Linked DNA regions of Mus musculus: all the other regions are linked to region 1. A link is a contact called in public ChIA-PET, Hi-C, HiChIP or PLAC-seq and capture Hi-C data. All regions are on one chromosome and are shown on one strand. The core of a region is the stretch at or near the end of the contact, and the rest is flanking DNA. Distances in the headings are between cores, read along the strand shown. Region 1 holds the start of Rnaseh2b (ribonuclease H2, subunit B). Region 2 overlaps Kpna3 (karyopherin (importin) alpha 3). Region 3 has its middle 30 kb from the start of Gm46480. Region 4 overlaps Wdfy2 (WD repeat and FYVE domain containing 2). Region 5 holds the start of Kpna3 (karyopherin (importin) alpha 3). Region 6 holds the start of 4930556J02Rik (RIKEN cDNA 4930556J02 gene). Region 7 has its middle 27 kb from the start of Spryd7.

Evidence for each region. Hi-C and Micro-C count contacts between places; a contact is called where the count stands out from the background. ChIA-PET counts read pairs in DNA pulled down with a chosen protein or histone mark. HiChIP or PLAC-seq counts read pairs in DNA pulled down with a chosen protein or histone mark. Capture Hi-C pulls out chosen DNA fragments and counts their contacts.
Region 2: an H3K27ac HiChIP or PLAC-seq map of T-cell acute lymphoblastic leukemia shows a contact between it and region 1, with 5 times the contacts expected there. The contact joins the enhancer-like site here to the promoter of Rnaseh2b in region 1. A contact is called at or near these places in 1 of 484 Hi-C or Micro-C datasets (bone marrow-derived macrophages), 5 of 115 datasets of contacts at active chromatin or transcription factors (T-cell acute lymphoblastic leukemia, acute myeloid leukemia, embryonic stem cells and 1 more) and 1 of 9 other capture datasets (adipose tissue).
Region 3: a contact with region 1 is called in an RNA polymerase II ChIA-PET map of memory CD8 T cells, with 28 read pairs. The contact joins the enhancer-like site here to the promoter of Rnaseh2b in region 1. A contact is called at or near these places in 1 of 484 Hi-C or Micro-C datasets (B cells) and 10 of 115 datasets of contacts at active chromatin or transcription factors (acute myeloid leukemia, bone marrow-derived macrophages, cardiomyocytes and 4 more).
Region 4: a Hi-C map of regulatory T cells shows a contact between it and region 1, with 11 times the contacts expected there. The contact joins the enhancer-like site here to the promoter of Rnaseh2b in region 1. A contact is called at or near these places in 1 of 484 Hi-C or Micro-C datasets (regulatory T cells) and 2 of 115 datasets of contacts at active chromatin or transcription factors (T-cell acute lymphoblastic leukemia and memory CD8 T cells).
Region 5: a capture Hi-C map of macrophages shows a contact between it and region 1, with 4 times the contacts expected there. The contact joins the promoter of Kpna3 here to the promoter of Rnaseh2b in region 1. A contact is called at or near these places in 12 of 39 promoter capture datasets (the 3T3-L1 cell line, the C10 cell line, the HPC-7 cell line and 8 more), 9 of 484 Hi-C or Micro-C datasets (B cells, the HPC-7 cell line, bone marrow-derived macrophages and 3 more), 11 of 115 datasets of contacts at active chromatin or transcription factors (DN3 thymocytes, astrocytes, effector CD8 T cells and 6 more) and 4 of 9 other capture datasets (adipose tissue, embryonic stem cells, liver and 1 more).
Region 6: an H3K27ac HiChIP or PLAC-seq map of embryonic stem cells shows a contact between it and region 1, with 5 times the contacts expected there. The contact joins the promoter of 4930556J02Rik here to the promoter of Rnaseh2b in region 1. A contact is called at or near these places in 5 of 115 datasets of contacts at active chromatin or transcription factors (T-cell acute lymphoblastic leukemia, bone marrow-derived macrophages, embryonic stem cells and 1 more).
Region 7: an H3K4me3 HiChIP or PLAC-seq map of bone marrow-derived macrophages shows a contact between it and region 1, with 4 times the contacts expected there. The contact joins the enhancer-like site here to the promoter of Rnaseh2b in region 1. A contact is called at or near these places in 1 of 15 datasets of contacts at CTCF or cohesin (pro-B cells), 1 of 484 Hi-C or Micro-C datasets (bone marrow-derived macrophages), 10 of 115 datasets of contacts at active chromatin or transcription factors (the 230-238 cell line, DN3 thymocytes, T-cell acute lymphoblastic leukemia and 5 more) and 1 of 9 other capture datasets (embryonic stem cells).

The regions. Positions count from the first base shown.
Region 1 is chr14:62,330,814-62,333,530 of GRCm38.p6, reverse strand. It overlaps Rnaseh2b (ribonuclease H2, subunit B), which reads right to left and starts at 1,463. Exons shown (of 11, transcript NM_026001.3): 1 at 1,355-1,463. The coding sequence starts at 1,415. It overlaps Gm41173 (a long non-coding RNA gene), which reads left to right and starts at 1,476. Exons shown (of 2, transcript XR_874686.3): 1 at 1,476-1,669.
Region 2 is chr14:61,408,889-61,411,835 of GRCm38.p6, reverse strand. All of the region lies in intron 1 of Kpna3 (karyopherin (importin) alpha 3), which reads left to right. Among named protein-coding and RNA genes, the nearest start is that of Kpna3, 30 kb to the left of the region's middle. Within about 2 kb of position 1,590, at least 21 of the 459 cell types and tissues checked have an H3K27ac peak or open chromatin away from gene starts, as enhancers often do. A contact at or near this core is called in T-cell acute lymphoblastic leukemia and bone marrow-derived macrophages, where this site is marked.
Region 3 is chr14:61,735,115-61,738,103 of GRCm38.p6, reverse strand. No RefSeq gene overlaps it. Among named protein-coding and RNA genes, the nearest start is that of Gm46480, 30 kb to the right of the region's middle. Within about 2 kb of position 1,508, at least 136 of the 459 cell types and tissues checked have an H3K27ac peak or open chromatin away from gene starts, as enhancers often do. A contact at or near this core is called in B cells, bone marrow-derived macrophages, embryonic stem cells and 1 more, where this site is marked.
Region 4 is chr14:62,939,357-62,942,335 of GRCm38.p6, reverse strand. The region is part of intron 6 of Wdfy2 (WD repeat and FYVE domain containing 2); the gene reads right to left. Among named protein-coding and RNA genes, the nearest start is that of Defb48, 44 kb to the left of the region's middle. Within about 2 kb of position 1,430, at least 152 of the 459 cell types and tissues checked have an H3K27ac peak or open chromatin away from gene starts, as enhancers often do. A contact at or near this core is called in T-cell acute lymphoblastic leukemia, memory CD8 T cells and regulatory T cells, where this site is marked.
Region 5 is chr14:61,438,338-61,441,202 of GRCm38.p6, reverse strand. Kpna3 (karyopherin (importin) alpha 3) reads left to right here and starts at 1,256. Exons shown (of 17, transcript NM_008466.5): 1 at 1,256-1,480. The coding sequence starts at 1,412.
Region 6 is chr14:61,491,232-61,494,171 of GRCm38.p6, reverse strand. It overlaps 4930556J02Rik (RIKEN cDNA 4930556J02 gene), which reads right to left and starts at 1,484. Exons shown (of 3, transcript NR_045714.1): 1 at 1,339-1,484; 2 at 773-1,023.
Region 7 is chr14:61,528,366-61,531,065 of GRCm38.p6, reverse strand. No RefSeq gene overlaps it. Among named protein-coding and RNA genes, the nearest start is that of Spryd7, 27 kb to the left of the region's middle. Within about 2 kb of position 1,350, at least 51 of the 459 cell types and tissues checked have an H3K27ac peak or open chromatin away from gene starts, as enhancers often do. A contact at or near this core is called in acute myeloid leukemia and bone marrow-derived macrophages, where this site is marked.

The DNA of each region.
Region 1 (2,717 bases), core at 214-2,713:
GGACTCATCATAGGCAGCTGGAGTCAGGACGAAGCCGTATCAACCACTTCAGAAAACCATTCTGCAGAACTAAAGCTAACCCAACAAGCACCCAAAAGCAGCTTCCACTCCAGGATACAGACACTCCGAAGAAATGAATGCCAATGTCCACCAACAGCCTCAAAAGAATGCTGCCAGAGGTGTAACTCCTACTAGGTGCAAACCAGGAGGAACACCTAATGCCATCCATCCTCCGGAGAGTAGTAGCATTGATATGCATACAGCAAACCAGAAGCAATTTTTAAGAACCAGCCAACAAAACCCATGGAACAGCCATGGATGGATCTGGCAGACGTGGTACGGAGGGAAGGAAGACAGATACAAAAGTCACAGGGGTCCAAGCAGGCAAAACTAATTTGATGACAGAAAGCCTGGGGTTCTCTAGAAGACGGGTGTATGAGCTGCTAGCTGGAAAGCTACTCTTCTTGGTCAGCAGCATACAGGGTTCAGTTGAGTGAGCTGCAAACCCAAAATCCATACACTTGAATGTGTTTAACTTTTTACACAGGAGAGAAGCTGTGTATCCAAAGTAAGTGTCAGGTCGTTACATAAAGATTATAAAAATTATCATCACTGGATATCTATACCCTGGTGAAATATATTTGCTGTAAAAATGCTCTGCATTTGCTAAACTAAAACTCAAAATTAAAGTGACTGGGAAGTTTCCTTCTTCACGCGTATTCTAACATCAAATGTATCATTGTAAAATGACAGAGTGTTTCTGGCTTGCATTCCCTAACCCAAATTTATTTCACTTGCCCTCCTCATATGGCAATGGCTGTCGCATGCCACCACATGCCCTGATAGCTGGTCATCATCTACAGGGACACTGAGTGGCCTGGTTCTGGGATTTTTGACTGTCACCATGTCCTGGAATTGTTTCAAACCACGCTCACATAAACCCCATCCAGGCTCCCTTATGCCTGGCCACCCTTGCCTTTCCAGAGCAGCAGAGCGGCTCAGCATGGGACTACTGCGACCTCTGGTTTGGAGCTGGTAAGATTCTAGACGCTGAGCTACAGAGATCCAGTAACTCCCAGGGGACAGCAGAGTCCCGGGACCCCCGCTGCCCGCCGCAGGCCGAGTGGCTGGACCCGCCCCAGGGAATCCGCGCAAACGCTGCCGTCGCTTCCGGGTTTGGAGTTTTCCCGCGTGTTGTGACACGTGACCAGGATGCTTAGCAAAGCGCGGGGCACCGAATCCGGGTCCGCGCTCGCTAGGACCTTGCGGACCGGTGCTGGCCTGGGAAAAAAAAAAAACCCGCGCTGCCGCTGCCGCCACCAGCGACCTAGGCCCACGCGCCTCCCGCGTTTACCTGGAAGTAGGAACACTAGCTGCCTGGCCGCCAAGTCCCCGCGGTCCCGACCTCCGGCCATGGTCGCGCCCTGCCGGAAGTGGCGCCGAGGGGCCCGCCAACCGGGGCCACCAGCCTGCCTCCATTTCCGGGCCCGCCCGCTCGGCTTCCTTTTTTGAAATCTGCGCGGGCCCTGCTGTCAGTGGAGGGTGTGGAGCTCCTCGTTTTTCTCACTCTCATTCTACGGGCGCTGCTCGTGCGTGTATTTCATACATTGAGGTTCCTAATGCGGGCGAGCAGCCTTCAAATTGGCTGTGGGCCAATTTGATAGTTAAGGTAATTTTTTAAAGATACAACCCAAATTATGCTTATAATTTGGAGTTCAACATACGAATTTGTTATTTAGGATAAATCTTTAGAGTATTAACGAGACTTAGTTTGGGTGTGGTTTGGTTTTGACACAAGGTCCACCACCCAGCGGGGACTGACCTTCAAAGTATGCCGCCCTGGCTGGCTTTGAATACTGGATCAGGAACCTCCCAAGTGCTAGAATGGTTGTGAGCAAAAGTGGTGTCTTGTTGCCTAGGGCTCACCTCGGGGCTATAGAGAAAACAATTAAGCCCTGACTAGGGAGGTGGAGAGGGGATTCTCTCAAAGGGCCAGCTGCCGATCAGGAAGCTTGTTCTGAAGTGTTCTTTCTAGGCAGACTATGCACTTTATGTCTTTTGTTATCCAGTCTAGTGGCACTTTGTATTTTGTTTTTGTAGAGGGAGCAATGTGAGACACAGGCAACATAAATGTGGAGGTCTGAGTTATAAAGGTGGTCAAAGCTTTTGAGAAATTACATAGAGCAACCAGAAGTTGGTCTGGATCTTAAAACATAGGCTGAGATTCCCTCCTGAGGCATGAAGCCCTTAAAAATACCCACCTCTGAACAACAATATGAACTAACCAGTACCCCCAGAGCTCATGTCTCTAGCTGCATATGTAGCAGAAGATGGCCTAGTCGGCCATCATTGGGAAGAGAGGCCCCTTGGTCTTGTAAACTTTATATGCCTCAGTACAGGGGAACACCAGGGCCAAGAAGTGGGAGTGAGTGGGTAGGGGGGGGTGGTATGGGGGACTTTTGGGATAGCACTTGAAATGTAAATGAAGAAAATACCTAATTAAAAAAAATATATATATAATACCCACCTCTGACCAGACCATTGTAAGACCACGAAAAAATAAGGCCACGCAGGGACATTTCGTGATTCTCTCAGACAAAAGCAAGATCAGTGTCATTTGTGCAGCAACTGTCCCAGCACTTGGCCACAGTGAGAACTGCTTTACCCAGTACAGCTCTATTCCTGTGCTAGTCTCCCCTGGCTGTGGATAAGAGTCA
Region 2 (2,947 bases), core at 341-2,840, 920 kb after region 1:
TTCTTTTGCCTTTCACCTCCCTTTCCTCAAGTAAGACTTAAAAACTTGAGTTATAATGCTTGGGAAACAGTTGATAGATCAAGGAACACATATAATGTGACTGCTTATGTTGTTTATTGAGGTACAGTTTTTATTCCATACTCTAGGACTGTAGTATTAGTTTGGATTTAGTTAGCTTACAGGTATGTGACTTGTGTGTGGTCTAGTCTTTTCTGAAGTGGTGGGTTTATTTTCAGTGTGGATTCTTCGGCTGTGTTCATCAGAGGCTTCTGATGCCAGAACCACCTGAAAGTTTGTGCTAACACTATGCTTTCAACTTTTTCTCTCTCCTTTTTTTTTCCTCACCAGTTTTTATTAAGGGCCAATAGTTTTTAAAAGATAAAATTGTTAATAAACAAGACCAATAAATATATAATAAAATTTATAAAGCCCACTTACAGGCAAAAAAAAAAAAAAAAAAAACCCAAAAAACAAAACAAGACAGGTTTTGGATATAGTTTGTTTCACTCCAACTCCTTTTAGAGTCCTTTTCCCTGGTGCCCTGTATCCTGATGTGTGCTTGTTTTTGACTTTATACTTAGGTTGGCATCTTTCCTCTCACTCTTTTTTTAAAATGCTGTTTTTTTGTTTTTTTGTTTTTGTTTGGTACAGGGTTTCTCTCTGCATAGCCTTGGCTGTCCTAGAACTCCCTCTGTAGACTAGGCTGGATTCCTACCTCTGCCTCCTGAGTGCTGGGTTTAAAGGTGGGTCACATCATCACACCTGGCTGTTCATTGACTTCATAAATGTAGCTTTCTCTTTTTCTTTCAGTTGTAGATAATAATTGTTGTCTCTTTAAATACTGCTTCTGTTCATTGCTTTTATCTCTTTAGATCTTGAGTAAACAGGATATTAAATAATTTATTGAACCTTCTGGGTTGTTGGTTTTTTTTCTTCCTTTTTTCCTTTATTTTTATGTCTTGTATTTACTGGTCTTTGCTCCCTTCTTTTCCCTCTTCTCTTCTTTGTGTTTATTCTTTCTCATTTCCCTTCTCTTCCCCCTCCTCTCCCTTATTCCTTCCTTCCTCCCTCCTCCCTTTCCACAGAATCTCAGTATAAAGCACATATTACACATGAAATTAGGATCCTCCTAATGCAGCCACCAGAGTGCCCGAATCCCAGGCATGTATCACTACACTGAACTCCTAATTGGTAAATTCCTTCTAACTTATTTAACTTTTTATCTATTTGTGTGTGTGTGTGTGTTTATGTAACCAACTTGTGAGAGTTGGTTCTCTGCTACAGTGTGGGTCTGTGGGAAGAGTCTCTGCAAACACCACATCTAGGAAGAAGGAAGTCTGGTTCAGTGTGACTCGGTAGCTCTTGTTGTTTCAAACTTCTAGAATCTGCTGCTAGGAAGTTTATTTTAGGCATATTTAAGTACAACTCAATTTGGAAAAAAAACGTTTCTTGGTGTAACATAATCTTGTGTACAGTTAAAGCTTAAGCATTAGTTACGTTGGAACTCTTTTCAAAGTACATGTCACCTTTTCCATAAAAACAGATTGTATAGATAGATTACATGTACCATCTTAAGGGCCCTGAGGGGAGGGGAGGACCTGGTGTAGCCTCATTCATACAGATAGTGCAGGGTTCACCAGGCTCTTAACCACATCCATTCCCAGCCTTCTGGGTGGAAAACAGTTTATGCATTTCTTCCTTTGAAGAGGCAGCCTTGTGTTTAACATTCCTAGTTTCCCTAGTGCTCCTCTGTGAACACAAAGATCTTGTGCCCTCTGCAGGTCCTAGGGATTGGACTTGGGTGGCAAATTGCTTTTACCTGCCAAGCCGTCTCATGCCCCTCCTCTGATTTATTTTAAACTTAACAAAATCTGTATTGAACCACAACAAAACTACTATAAAATTAACTATCAGTTAAGTTAGTATTTTTACATTTTATAGCTTAATTCTAGTATTATAGATCCAAAAGAGATGAGGATTATTATTTTGTTCTTGCCATTTGTTCTGATCTTTTTTTTTTTTTTTTTTTTTTTTTTGAGACAGGGTTTCTCTGTGTAGCCCTGGCTGTCCTGAAACTCACTCTGTAGACCAGACTGGCCTCTAACTCAGAAATCCACCTGCCTCTGCCTCTCAAGTGCTGGGATTAAAGGCTTGCGCCACCACTTCCCGGCCTGATCTTTTATTATGATTCTGTTTATTGTGGTTTATTTCCTAGCACATAGGGACATGATTAATCTTCAGGGGCTACTTTCATTTAGTAAACGTGCAATCTGCCTGTATCAGAAACAGTCTGTTGAGACCATTTTGAAGTTCTAAGTAAGTCTTAGTGTTTAGCTCTTCAGCTTTGGTCTGGGGTAGGACTTATTTTTGTTCCCAACGTGCAGTGGATAGTAACTTCCTTCTCACATGCTCTTTCAACTTTTCCTCAGGCTTAACCTGATACTGCTGCTGTTCAGTATTACAGCTTTGTTTGTTTTAAACAAAATGTAGTTAAGGAAAAGCAGCCCTCTCAGACCTTATTCCAGAAGTTACTGTTTTGTGTTATTAAGAATTACTTGAGAAGTTTTCTTAAAACTCTCTGCAGTAGCGTTGTCACACTTTGGTTCTTCATAATCCAAACCTCAAGCCTACATTTTTAAGTTTGGAGAGTTTCCAAGTAAGGATTATTGTAGTGGTCTCCAGAGAAGCAGAACTGATAGGAGATAAGGTAAGTAGATGGTAGAGGAGATGTGCTGGTGTCAGTGGCTTCATTGTGGAAGCTGAGAAGTTCCACAATGCCTGTTTTCTGGGTAGAGAACCAGGAAAGCCAGCAGTGTGCCTCAGAGTGAGGCTGTAGTCCCAGGAAGGGAGGCAAGGGTGGGCAGACTGCTGTGAGTCCAGAGGATAGGAAGTGTGCTCACAGGCAGAGAAGGAAGATGTCCCAGAGCTAGGCTAAAATCTACCCATC
Region 3 (2,989 bases), core at 259-2,758, 600 kb after region 1:
CCTAGCCATATGAAGTCTAGCCTCTATCTGGAAGTGAGGCCGTATCTGCCACAGCAGCTCCCAATCAGTGGGGCAATAACAAGCAGCAACACCAAGCCACCATAGCCTGAACTTGAAGTTCCTGTGTGAACCAAGGCTTGACCCTACTGTAGGCTGGTGAGCTTCTGAGTTAGGCTGCTTTGCACTACCCCACCCCGACCCCACCGCCAACTCCCTGCAAGCGGGCCTTTTCAAGGACTTGAGGCTTGCTTGCTCTTTCCTTGGTGCACAGTTTAATCCACAGATCTACGGTAGCTTCCTTCGCTCCCTCATTCCAACCTCTGGACTAGCTGAGGTTAATGAGTAAGGGGCTGGTCAGGTCAGGGCTTCCTTTTTGGCAAGGATGACAGAGTCTTCTCCCACAGTGAGTCAGGACATCAGCCCAGGGAGCTGCCAGCAAGGCCAGGCTTGGGAATGCTCCCTAGCCAATGACAAATACAGAAGTCATACTAGATCCTGGAAAAAAAAAAATGAGAATGGTCCACAGGGAGTTCCTCGGGAAGTGGGCTGGGGACTGTTAAACAAGGTTTAAACTGAAGTTAAAGCTCCCCACTTGCACTTCTGGGATAAAATAGAGCACTTTAATCAAGGGCAGTTATAAAGCAGGAAGTTCAATTTGCCTATTGAACTGAAACAAAACAAAACAGCAACTGTGCCTTGTTTGCTCCAAAGCAGCCCGACTACCATTCTAACCTGTGTGCAGAAAACTTGCACAGGAGCATCTAAATGTGTTCATTTTAGATTTTTCTCAACCAAAGTTCTCTCCTTAGAGTCTTTATTGTGGCGGGGGCAGGGAGGGGGAAGTGCTGCCTCTTTAAACAAGCTCTCTCTCCGGGTTTTAAAATGCTCAACTCGTTTCATTTTCTTGATAAAATTTATCTGTGATCAGGACTGAGTCAGACCAAAAATACTTCTATAAGATTTGACCTTTTACTGAAATCCCACATTGAGATAATACACCTAAAATGGTGGTTACCAGTAAGGCTTTTGTTTTTCAAAAGTACATTTAAAATAAATCACTTTTTTTCAAGCAGAAAACTGTTTTGAATTAAGTCCTTCACAGCCGATCAGCCTGAGAGTTCTCGCTCTTTGATTTCCTTTTCATGCAAATTACACCAGGAGAGTTGTGCGTGTGTAGCACTGTCCAAACCACATTTAGCTTTCACATTTACTTCGTGTCCAATTAAGTCTCACAAGTTTACTTGCCTGTAAGACTCTATAAGGATTACATTATTTTTTTTACTCCTAAAACAAAAACAATGCCAGCAAAAGCCATTTTTTATTGTTAGCGAATGAAACATTTTCCAATTTTACAAGGATAATTAATTCTTTGCACTTTTTCTCATGATGATGAAAATACTTTTTATTTTTGTGTGTACTCTTGTTTTTTATTGGCTAAATTTGCTTTTCAACAGTTCCATACCCACATACAACACATTTTGATGACTCTCAACCCTCCCTCCCCCTTACCGCCTTCCTTCCTGTACAGTCCCCACCCGGCTCTGCAGCTCTGCAACAAGTCACTTTCCTATGTCCAGGCCCCTTTGTTTCGTTCAGGGATTTTTAAAGCACGGTTGTCTGTGTGACCGAGAGTTTGGTACTCTCTGTTGGAGCGTACTCTCTGTTGGAGCGTGGTGGGCTCATCGTTGACTGTATGTTGAAAGGCAGTGAGGGCAACAACTTTTCATTCCTTCTGATGAAGTATTTTCATGTATTTTTTTTTCTTAATTCCAACAAACTCTTAAATGCTTTATTATTTAAAGAGTTTTTAAGGGCTTTTCATTTGAAGCTCTGTGACTTATTATAATAGCTACTCACCCCAGCTGTGAGGAGTGCCCACCTGGAGTTTAATCACCTGATTTCTCAGTGAATTCTTGTTTACCCTTGAAATGGGGGGGGGGGAGAGTGGGAGGGAGTGGTGAGGGGGAGACACAATTAATGACAGATTATCTAAAACAAAATCAACTCCAAAATTCCTGTGAGAGGCTATTTGTGTTAGTGGCAGATTTTGCGTTTTCCTTAGCAACTTGCTGTGAACACCTGAGGATAACAAAATTTTGAGCTGAACAGGAAGTCTAGGAAGAAAATCATTATGAAGCAATTACATCTAGTTTTCTAAATCACCATAAAAGGAATGTGCTGCCTCCAGAGTTAGCAGTGGTGAAGTGACAGGTTTTAAAATTGGATCAGAGAAGCAGGATTGGATGGATCTCAGGTAGTAAAGAGCTTCCCTGGCACGCACAAAGCCTTGCCTTCCATCCCCAACACCACAGAAGCCAAGCCAAGTTAGCTCGGGCCTGCAATCCCCACTTTCAGGAAGTAGAAGCAGGATGATAGGTTCAAGGTCATTTTAGCTAGCTGCACAGAGTCTGGCTGGGAAAAGCTAAAGATTTCATCAGCCCAAATGGCTGGTGTAAGCTAGAAAGGAGAATGAGCTGAATGGTGAGAAGCCGGATGGTTAGGCTCAGGGAAAGAGTCTCGGGCACGGTGTAGAGCAGTTAAGCCGCACTGCAACAGGTAGCCACCAAGAAGAGGGAGAATAGAAGAACAATGGAATAGGAAATCTGCTTCCAAGTCACAGGGGACAGCAGCAGCAGGAATGGCCACAGAATCTAAGGAAAGCCAGTCTTTTGTTTTAGGGTTTTGTTATTGTGTATTAGGTATGTCTTGTTTTGTTTATATTGCTGTGGATAAAACTTCTAGACAAGGCTAGCTATCTCAGACCTCAAGTCATCTGACACCTTTCTTTTGGACTAGCCACTGAGCAAAGAGAAAGTTTATCACAGAATAAAGACCATTGTAGCAGGTTTTGCCTCCTGGTCTATTGGACTAGAGATTGTAGGAGCTACACCTTTCATAAGCCAACCCCACAAGAAGGAGTCCCATACGCAGGATGTTCTGCACACCCCAACACTATTTTCCTGTGCTAATGAAAGAGTAGTAAACTCAG
Region 4 (2,979 bases), core at 181-2,680, 610 kb before region 1:
TTAATAACCAATCAAGAAAATGAACCACAGGTCAATCTGGTGTGGGCATTTTCTCAATTGAGACTTTTTCAAAACAACTCTGGCTTGTGTGAGGCTGACATCACACTAGGCCAGCACACCATTCTACCAGCAGGAAGATGACACTGGTTAATTGCACGTCTTTATTTGAGAATACTGTGATGTGTTTTTATATTTGAGTATTAGGTATAATTAGGGACAACATCAGAGGTAGAAATTTGGGACTTCAAGGTTCCAAATGCTTTATAAATCAATTATATTCTAAATGCTAGTATCCTTGTCCTATGTAGCTTTAACTGTCTACTTGACACAGCCTAGAACAGTGGTTCTCAACCTGTGAATCATGACCCTTTTGGGGTCAAATGACCCTTTCATAGGGGTAGCTTATCAGATATCCTGCGTATCAGATTATTTATATTATAATTCATAACAGTAGCAAGATTAGAGTTATTAAGTAGCAACAAAAATAATTTTATGGTTGGGGTCACCACAGCATGAGGAACTGTATTAAAGGGTCACAGCATTAGGAAGTTGAGAAACACTGGTCTAGAGTCATCTGAGAGGAGAGACACCTCAAGTGAAGGTTGTCTAGATTGAACTGGTGCGTGGGCATGTCAGTGGGGGAGTCTCTGGTTTGTTGAAGCAGGGGACCTAGCCCATGGTGGGTGACACTATCTCAGGACGACCTGACTAGAGATAGTGCTGACCATGAGTCAGTAAGCAAGCCAGCAAGCAAGCAAGCCAGCAAGCAGCCCTGCTCCATTGTTTCTGCTTCAGACTTATGCTTGGGTTCCTGCCCTGACTTCCTTCAATGATGGACTGTGACCTGAATCTAACCTAAATAAACACTTTCCTCTCATAAGTCAGTGTTTTAGCAACAGAGAGGAAACTAGCCACCCCTCACGTATGAAGAGGGGATGATGGAACCACTGGGATATTGTATGAGAATGGACTGGATCAATTACGTAGGACTACGCGGTAGGTGCTCTAGTGTGGCTACCTAATAGTATGACAGTTTCTTCTCCAGCAATCTCCTGACAAATCAAATTCCTCAAATACGGACACAGAAATAAATTTTCTATATAAAATGAACACATAGCCAACAAATACCTAGGAATGTCAGAAACACTCATTTTTCAATAATATTACTAAAAAATACTTGGAGAAGATTAAATAGCTTCATGTTTTTTGGACGCTGACACTTTAAAAGTGGCCATCTTGCTTTAATAAGGTCTTGTGCCTTGGAGGCATCTAGGAAAGTTTGCTAACTGTCCCAAAAGACTCTTAAGATCACAGAAAGTCCCTTTGCACTCATTGCTGTGGGTTTGCTAACCAGCCTCTCCCCCACTGCACTGCATTCTGCTTGCATACAGCCCTGTTCACGATTAACCTCAGTTCCCCCAGCAACGTGTGGTCAACCACATCCTCGCCCTTACCCACTCCGTCTTCCCCCTACAGCAGCCAAGCACAGGCCAGGGCAGGATGCAGTGCAAATGAATGAAAGTACAAAACAGTTCTCTAGCCCACAGCAAGCCTCACCTAAATCCCAGGTCCTTCCCGTCAGCGCGCTCATGGCTCACAGACTATCTTCCCCTAGAGTGGCTATTACTTCATAGACCAGAGACTCCGAGAGGCCAGAGCCTGGGCTTGTCCATGGTGTCCTCAGTATAAACAACCCGGCCTGGATTGCACAGATATTCAGTACGCATCGGCAGATGAGCCAGCAGCTGAATAACAGGGAGTGGAAATGAACGCCCTTGGCTGTCTTCCCAGCAGATGAGGCAGGGCCGAGACACCTTCCCTTGAGGAAGCAGTGTTGCTGACGTGAGGCCTTCACCCAGTTGACCCTTTCAGTATTAGATGCCAGGGAATATGAAGAGGCCTCTTCACTAGTGAAGCCACTACACTCAGGAAAACAAGGCAGTGACAGATTTTTTTTATTTCCTATAAAACGTGAAGATGAGCAGCTCAGATTCTTAAACTACAACAGATTTAGACCACTGTGGGCACTGTGAGAAAGAATGGCTTGAAAAGATTCATCAACAGAGACTCAGTGGATGATGGACTCTTCATGAAGCTAGGTAACTACAGAAACACTTCCCTGAACTATTGTATGCTTAACAGCGGAGGAAACTAGCAGGGATGCAGTCAGGGGCAGAACACCTGCCTAGCATGCACACAGCCCACAGAGCAAACTCTAGCAGTGCAAAACAAACACAAAACACCGCAAGGGTTAAAATGGTAAAATCTGTGTTACACAGATTTTTAAAAAGATTTATTTTTATTTATATAAGTACACTGTAGCTGTCTTCAGATACACCAGAAGAGGGCATCAGAACCCCTTACTGATGGTTTTGAGCCACCACGTGGTTGCTGGGAATTGAACTCAGGGCCTTGGAAGAGCAGTCAGTGCTCTTAACCCCTGAGCCATCTCTCCAGCCCATGTTACACATGTTTTATGAATATAATTGTTACTGGTGGAGTCATATCCTATACCATGCATGCATGTTGCATTATTGCTTACTTACTGGATTTACCTAAATGCTATCTGAATATTTACATTTGTTTATATTAAACTGAATATTATAAATTTGCTAAAATAAGCATTTTAATAGCTATCCATATTTTTTCATTTTTTTCATCTTTTACAATGTACGTGAGTACCTTCATGCAGGTGCCTGTGGGGGCCACAAGGGGGTGCCAGATTCCTGAAGATGAAGTTACAGGTGTCATAGGCCTCTTACTGCGAGTGCTGAGATTCCAGCTCTAGTCCTCTTCGAGAGCAGCAGGCTTAGCTGCTGTGTAGACATCTCTCTGGCCTTTCTTTACTATTATTATTATTTTTTTTTAACAACAGGGCTCATGCTGGCCTCCAGCTCTGGCTAAGTAACTCCCCTGCTGTAGCCTCCTGGGTAGCTATGTAATGCCACCCCTTGCTCCACATTTTTATTGTTTCATAGA
Region 5 (2,865 bases), core at 7-2,506, 890 kb after region 1:
GATTGCTTGGCCCATAGGGAGTGGCAGTATTAGGAGGAAATATGACACTATGGGGTGGGCATTGGGTCTCCTATGCTCAAGCTAGGTCCCTCCTGGGGCACAGTCCCTTTCTGCTGCCTGCGGACCAAGATGTAGAACTCGCAGCTCCTTCTCTAGCACTGTCTGCCTGCATACCTCCAAGCTTCCTGCCATGATGATAATAGACTGAACCTCTGAACTGTAAACCAGCTCCAATGAAATGTTTTCCTTTATAAGAGTTGCCATGATCATGGTGTCTCTTTACAGCAATAGAAACCCTAATTAAGACAATTCTGAAATGTAATAGTCTCAGATAATAATCAAATAAAGTCCACCTGCTGTAAAAACAAAAGCAAAACAAAAAACAAAACAACCAACCAACCCAAATCAACCAAAACCTGTTATTGTTCCAATGAGAAGCTAAAGGGAGATGGCAGTCTGGAGTCTGCAGCCCTAGGGTCTGATTAACTGCCTGAAGGTTACATTGTGTGTTAAGGTGGACTAAGGCATGGGGTCATAGAAAGGTAGGGCTGCCAAAGTGAAGGCTGCACAAGGATGCTTGGAGAAATCAGGGGATACTAGAACACATTTTCTTTTTTAATGAGAATTTACTAGTTACTGTTTTGATCTGACAGATTTTTGAGACCAACAATGTCTCTGTTCTCATTGAGTTTAATAGAGGTGCAAGAAGCAAGCATAAACACACACATCACACTCACATGTATTTGTGGAGTGGAAACAAGCGTGCTATTTATAAAACCGAAGCAGAGCAAAAGAACAGGGTTTGAGGGTGGCTGCTATTTGAGGAGACCCTAAAGAAGCCAAAAGCGCAAAGCACGCGTGGCCGTTCTTTTTCTAATTTTCCAAGCTGTAGGGAGCAAGGTGCGCCCCCGAAGCTCCGCCTCTCTCTCCCGATAGGCCGCAAGGTGCCATCTCCAGAGTTTCCCCGCCCACCACCCCGCCCAGAGGTGGGGCTTCGAGCCCGCGCTCAGAGAGCGCCGAGCCGAAAGCGCGCGCACAGCCCTCCCGGCATGCTTCTCGTCCTCTCACGGCGTGGCTCAGACCCGCGCCTGGCATGCTGGGAACTGTAGTTTCCGCCCTCCGCCCCGCTTCAGCGGTGGCGGTAAAAGCGACTAGGTCGGGCTCCATTTCTAGCACATGACTAGCGGCTGTGGGGAGGCCCTACGAAGGGGTGAGGGCAGGGTCACCGCGACAGCCGGCAGGCCAGCGCCCTGGCCTTCTCCGGCGCGCGCCTCTCCTCAGCGCCGCCCCCGCGCCGCGGCCACCTCGCGCTCCAGGCGTCACGGAGCGCGCGCTCCTCCCCCTTCGTCCCCTCCCGCTCGACTCGCCGCCGCCGCCGCAGGAGCAGACGCCTCCGGAGCCGCGCGCAGCCATGGCCGAGAACCCCGGCTTGGAGAACCACCGCATCAAGAGCTTCAAGAACAAGGGCCGCGATGTGGAGGCGAGTGTGCTCCGGGGCCGGCCGGGCCGGGCGGCTGGGAGGGGAGGGGCGGGGGCCGCGGCCGCTGGCTCTCGCCGGCTGGCGGTCAGTCGGAGTTGGCCGCCGCCTCGGGGCGCCGCGGCCCGGGCAGCAGCCGCCCTCTGAGCGACTAGCGCGGCACCTGGGACCACTGAGCGCTCGGCCCCGCTGCGCGGGCGCGGCCTGGCGTCGGAGGGGAAGGGATGTGGAGCCGAGGCGGGGTCCGCGGGCCGCGCGGGAGGACGGACCGGGATGCTGCCGGCCCGCGTGCCACCCGCACCGCCGGGGCCGGGCCGCGCCGCCGCTCGTGTCCGCAGCCGGTGCAGCCTCCCGCGCTGCCGCACATGGAGCCTCGGTCCCCGCGCTTACCTTGTGCGAGCCGGGCCCAGGCGGGCGGTGGCAGCCCTCAGAGGGGGGTGGGGACCAGCCGGGTAACTGACTTGTTTGAGGGTGGTGGATGGGGGAGGGTAGGATGCGCCAAGACCATTTTCTTATATTCCAGTGCGGTCCTTTGGACCAGTCTTCCCGAGCTGTTGCAGCTCATACCCCTGTGACTGCTGGCATTTAGAGCGAGCTAAAGGTGGACAATAGTTTACCATCTATTGTGTTGAAGCTTTGGGAAGGAGGTTGTGCAGACCTCTGATCTTGGGTTTTTTTTTTTGTTTGTTTGTTGTGTTTTGTTTTTTGTTTTTTTAAAGCTCGTCTTGGAGTCGAAGTGTGAATAATAGGAAAATAATTTCTTTCACCTGTTTTGCAGAAATAAATTGGATACATAAGATTCCTACGTCCTTGTATATACCACATGCCACCAAGCTAGTAGATTTTCCAAGTGGTTGCAAAACTGTAAACATTCATTGTGGTCACTCAGTTTGCTGCTACTCAGCATGTTGCCATTGTCTCATTAAGGTGACATTAGCAGCTACTATTTGCAAACTCTGCTTATTGAGGTAGCGCTAGAGGTCTCACTGCTCCTACTAAAACCAATGAAGTGTAATAGCACAAACTTCACTGGGACCCAACCTCTGGATTTGATGGGGGAAATAGTTTTAAGCCCATCCCCTTTTCTCTATTCTAATAGTAGGGAATATGATTTGTATAGTCCAATAGTTTTTGGTAAGAGGCTAGTTAGTAAATACAGGGTTTGGTTTGGCTAAGAAGCAGAGGAAGCTGGGCCATTTTTCAGGGCTACACAGTTAAGTGTGAATTGGAAAAAACCTGGGGGAATATCTGTGGAATTCCCACTTGAGTGAGACTATAGGCCTTCCATCTCTGTCCTGATCACGTGTAAGTTTCTTTTTGAAAATTACTTCCAAACAAAAGTGAAACCTAGCAAATGGAACAGCCATCAGTCTTTTTTTTTTTTTTTT
Region 6 (2,940 bases), core at 235-2,734, 840 kb after region 1:
TGGGTTTGTTTGTTTGTCTTGTTCTCAAAGCCCCTTGGGGTAGATTGGGAACATCCGTGTCTTTATTATTGTGTCCCACAGAGGCCAGTGCAGCTTTCCTACAGGAGCCCATCTTAGGCCTCAGCTGGGAGCCGTGGCAGGATGTGGTTCTGACCCAAGCCTCACTTTCCAGCTGACCTCTCGGCTCTGTGCCACAAACAGACTGAATCTTTGCCCTTACACTGCAGACCATCTGCCCCCTCTTCCTCCTGGCAATCTGTCTTCTCTCACTTCCTCAACCCCACTCCACCACCCTCACTTCGTTTTCTCCTCCTGAGAGACAGTTGCATCTACTCCCTCTCTGCTGCTCTAAGCCAGGGACCACTCCTGTTCTTAGACTTCAGCCTACAGCCAAATTCCTGGTGGAATTTATTAGAACATGGGTTCAGAACCTTATGCCTTTGGTTGCCAAGGCAGCAGGTCTGGCATAGGCCCAGAATGTGCTTTGCACTGAGGGTACACTTTGGTAGCTTCTAATCTAATTAGTGGATGCCACCAGATTAAGGACTTGCCACTCTCTTGGTGTTGCCACCATTTAGCGCCCTTGCCACTTTTCCTTGTTACATGATGTTCTGTGACAAAACTTTTCCTGGGAAGATGCAACACACGTGTCTACTCAGCTCAGGTGGGGAAACAATGATAACCAAAGTATGGATACTGCCTAATTCCATCTTGGTGGATCACTGAGTTTTAGTAGGGTTACTTGCAGGAGTGTGGGAAAGGAGTTACTTACAGGAGCGGAAATGAGCACACTGCACAGTCGGAGGCACCTAAACACGTTAGATCATATTCTTTCCCGATGACTCAGTTGATCTAAACCTTTCCAGGCAGCTGGGCTGGCTTTTGCTTCTTCCAAGCATCTGGTCTTGTCTCAGAATCTCCTTTGCTGCTTTTATTGCTTAGAGGAGGTCCAGTAAACTGGTCAGTTTGAAAGACTTCCTGGAGCTATTTTAAGTTGTTTGCCTTCCTGGTTGAGAATCTTCCCTGCAGGATAGAGTCAAAGGACTCAATTTTGGAGGAAACAGTCCACAACACTTGAGGATGGTTGAGTAGTGGGCTTGTGATCTCCATCCTCAATACTGGTCTTGCGATTAGGGAACAGCCCACTCAACACCTTGGCCCCTGCACTCCTTGGCTCCCCACATCAAATGAACTTTCACCTCACACCCACCTTGGAACTCATAGACTCCACCAGTCATCGCCTATAACCATCAGACCCCTAAGACTCAGTTTTCAGTCCCTCACTTCCTGACTCTTTCTTCCTCTCACTTTCAGCTTTAATGACTCTAAAGTTCTCACCCCAGCAATTCTTTGACCAGGAGACCCCCACCATTCACCACCGGTCTCTCATTGGCCCCATCTTTCTTCCATCTTCTGTCTGTCATCTCTTTTTCTGTCACTTGCCTCCTGACTCAGTGTCTTAGAGAGCATTCTGCTATTGTAATGAAGAGCTGAGGTCATCAAAGCCCACTTTCAGAGGTTCCGTAATCAGTTGGCCCTGCTCTTCTCAGCCCATTATGGCTGGGAGCACACGATAAGAGAATTGTTCATTCTTTTCAAAGCAGAGGCATGGAACGGATTTAGGACAGAGATTATGATCCTACAATCTCTTCCAGGGGCATGTTCCCAGGGTTGTTCCTCTTAGTTTTCTGTCAACTTGACACAAGCTAGAGTTATCTGGGAAGAGGAACCTCAGCTGAGAAAACGTCTCCATCAGATTACTTGTAAACAAGTCTGCAGGGCCTTTTCTTGGTTAATTATTGATATGGAAGGGCCCAGGCCAGTGGGTGGTCCTCGGGTATATTAGAAAGTAGGCTGATCAAGCCATGAGGAGCAAGCCAGTATCCAGCACTCCCCAGAGACCTCTGCTTCAGCTCCTGACTTGATTCTTACCCTGAGTTTCTGCCTTGGTTTTCTCCAATCGTAGACTATAACCTGTAAGCCAAATAGAACTTTCTTTCTCAGGTTGCTTTTGGTCATGGTGGTTATCACCTAATAGAAACCTAACTCTAAGACAATGATATAAGATTTCCCAAGAGGCCCTATCTCTTAAAGCAGTGGTTCTCAACCTTCCTAAGGCTGTGACCCTTTAATATAGTTCCTCAAGTTGTGGTGAACCCTTGTCTTAGTCAGGGTTTTAATCCTGCACAAACATCATAACCAAGAAACAAGTTGGGGAGGAAAGGGTTTATTCGGCTTACACTTTCCACATTGCTATTTATCACCAAGGAAGTCAGGACTGGAACTCAAGCAGGTCAGAAAGTAGGAGCTGATGCAGAAGCCATGGAGGGATGTTCTTTACTGGCTTGCTTCTCCTGGCTTGCTTAGCCAGCTCTCTTATAGAACCAAGACTACCAACCCAGAGATGGTCCCACCCACAAGGGGCCTTTCCCCCTTGATCACTAATTGAGAAAATGCCTCACAACTGGATCTCATGGAGGCATTTCCTCAACTGAAGCTCCTTTCTCTGTGATAACTCCAGCTGTGTCAAGTTGACACAAAACTAGCCAGTACAACCTTCAACTCTAAAATTACGACTGTAATTTTACTGTTATGAATTGTACTGTAAATACCTGTGTTTTCTGATGGTCTTAGGTAACTCCTGTGAAAAGGTTGAGACCCACAGGTTGAGAACCACCGTCTTAAAGGCTCACCAACTTCAATAACTTCACTGTAGAGATCAAGATTTCAATACTGGGCCTTGTCATGGTTGGTTTTAATATCAACAAATTAGAATCACTTGAGAAGGGAACCTCATTTGAGAAATTGTCTTAATCGCTTTATTAGTGAAAGAAGACTCAGCCTAAATGTGGGCATTAGCTTCTGGTAGCAGCCTGGATACAGGGAGCTGAAGGAAGATTCTCTCCCTTTTGATGGTATATCATTCTCTCTGCTGAGTCA
Region 7 (2,700 bases), core at 101-2,600, 800 kb after region 1:
AAGTGTCTTCTAAAATTATAATCCTGTTTCATTCAGGGCTTTGGTAAGTCCTAGGAAATTAAGGAAACAAGAATCTATACCAGGACTTCTGATACTGAGATTTATCCTGTTTGAAGCTGGGCAGTGGTGGCAGGTCTCTGAGTTTGAGGCCAGCTTACTCTAAGGAGTGAGTTCCAGGATAGCCATGGGAAACACTGCCTTGAAAAACAAAACAAAACAAAAAACAAAATTTTATTCTGTTTTGAAGTGAAAGTTATTTAGGAAAGTAGTTCTCATCTTTGAGCAGAGACAGAGGTGACAAGTGAAGTGTTTGGAACAGGAGTCACAACTCTGTGATGGTTAGTCTTGTCAGCTTGGTTGAATTGAGAAATGCCTAGGACATTGGCAAAGCACACCTGTGGAAGTGTCTGTGAGGGCGTTTCCAGAGAACATAGATCACAAGGCCTCTGACCTACCGAGTGAATTAGTCACCAGGTGGAGTCATAAATGATTATATTATTGGGATGGGTGAAGCAGAAGGCAGGGCCTAGTCAGAAGAAGCAGGTCACATTGGAAGGGAAGTGTCATGGGCTGAGCCTTGCTGTCCTTTCCCCACTTGTCTCTGCTTCCTTCCTGCCCCATGAGTGAACTACCCTCCTTGGTCTGGCTGAGCCCTTCCACCATGATGAAGGGAACCCTCTAAAACCATGAGCCCAAGTGAGTAATTCCACCTTTTTAACTGTATTTTGGTCAGAGCAATGTAGAAGTGGCATGTGATGATCTCCCATGTGCTTTGACTTTCAGGGAGAGGTCCCGAAGCTACCAGTACAAGTTGTAATGATCATCCAAAGTGTCCATTGAACACAATTAGGAAAAAAATTTGTAAACTAAGCAAAGAATCTCCCCAACCACTTTAAGTGACAAAACAGTAAACCTATTTCCCAGCTTTTTTCTTTCTGGACTTGACTTAATGGCATTTCCAGTGAAAATCGGGGGGAGGGGGTGGTGGCGGGGATGGGGTTGGGGATCTAAAGTGGTTGAAAGGAGTGGGAGCCACTTCTTTCCATCTGGGTGTCAAGACTGAGAAAGATTCTGAGCAGACCTGTGAGAGCCTATGAGTATATTAGTGCCTTTTCTAGACGCTATGACAAATATCAGACAAAAACAGAGAGGAGGGGTCACGTTTGAGGGTTCAGTCCATCCCGGCAGGGAGGCGGGGAGCAAGAAGGCTCTTGGCAATGCCATATGAGTACAAGTTGATCTTCCACATTTCAGAGAACCAGGAAACAGAGAAAGGGGTGTACTGGTGCTCAGCAGGTGGTTTCCTCTTTATCCAGCCCAGGACTCCAGCCCACGGGGTGTTGCCCCCCACATTCAGGGCAGGCGCTTCCCCTTCGACTGCTCTCTGGATGACTCAGCAAACAATGTGCTGCATTAATGCCCTCGTTTCTTACTCCAATCAGGTTGACAGTCAGGATTCACTTTCACAGTGTATGTTGATGAAAGGAGTGAATTTAAAGTTTGCTTAACAAATTCCTGAAACTAAACAAGTGGCAAATCTTGGGCTTTAAGGTAGGAATAGTTGGGGCTGGAGAGATGGACCAGTGGTTAAGAGCATGTACTGCCCTTGGGGGCATCGGAGTTAAGTTCTCAGCACCCATGTTGGGTGTCAGCACCCATGCTGAGTGACTCACAATGGCCTATATTTCCAGTTCTAAGGGATCCAACACTCTCTTCTGGCCTCCATGGGCACCTGTTCTTACTTGTATACACATTCAAATAAATAAAAAGAATAAAAAAGAGCTAGGTGTGCTACCATATGTTTTTAATCCTAGCACTCATAAGGCAGAGGCAGGTGGATTGCTGTGAGATCAGCCAGCCTGGTCTACATAGTGAAGTCTAGGTCAATTGGAGCAACATAGTGAGACCCTGCCTCAATAAAATAAAATAGTGTGTAGGGGTTGAGGTAATTCACTAATGAAGTGCTCTCCGTGCAAACTTGAGAACCCAAGTTCCATCTTTAGCACCCATGTTTAAAAGACATCAAAGCAGTACTCATCTACGATCCTAGCGGTGGGGAGCCACAGACTGGAGGATCTCTGAGACTCTCTGGCTGGCCAGCTTAGTCAGATCAATAAGCCCCAGGTCCTTGCTTTAAAAACCAAGGTGTATATTGTCTGAGGAATGCCATCCATGATTGACCTCTGTCTTCCACATGCACCCAAACGCATGTTTGAATTAAAAAATGAAATAAAAGGAGGTGGACATGACCACTCCTAAAGTGCAGAGAAGATTTTTATTGTAGGTATCGGAGAAAACAGGCAGAGAGGAGTCCAGGATGAACATGGCCGGCACACTAAACAGGACCACGAGAGGAGAGACTGGGAGGGAGATGAAGAGAGGAGTCCCACACCAAGGAAATGGAGCTAAGAAAAGGCTGAGAGTAGGGATTAGGGTGAGAAGAGCTGGGAGGAGCCACAGGTTCTGAGGGCTGCTGGGAGACTGGCAGTGTCTCCTCTAATATGTAAATAAGCACTTCAGTATTTGTCTGGGTTGCTGAGAACTAAGCCACCAGAAACCCCCAATAAAGAGGAATATTTAGAGGCAGAGGCGCTGCTGTTACTTTTACGCTGTTAAGGAATAGAATTGTTCCATCCAAGGCTAGAAGGCAGTTGTTTTGTCTGGAGTGTTGGAGACTGGATCCATGCCTCATGCATGCTG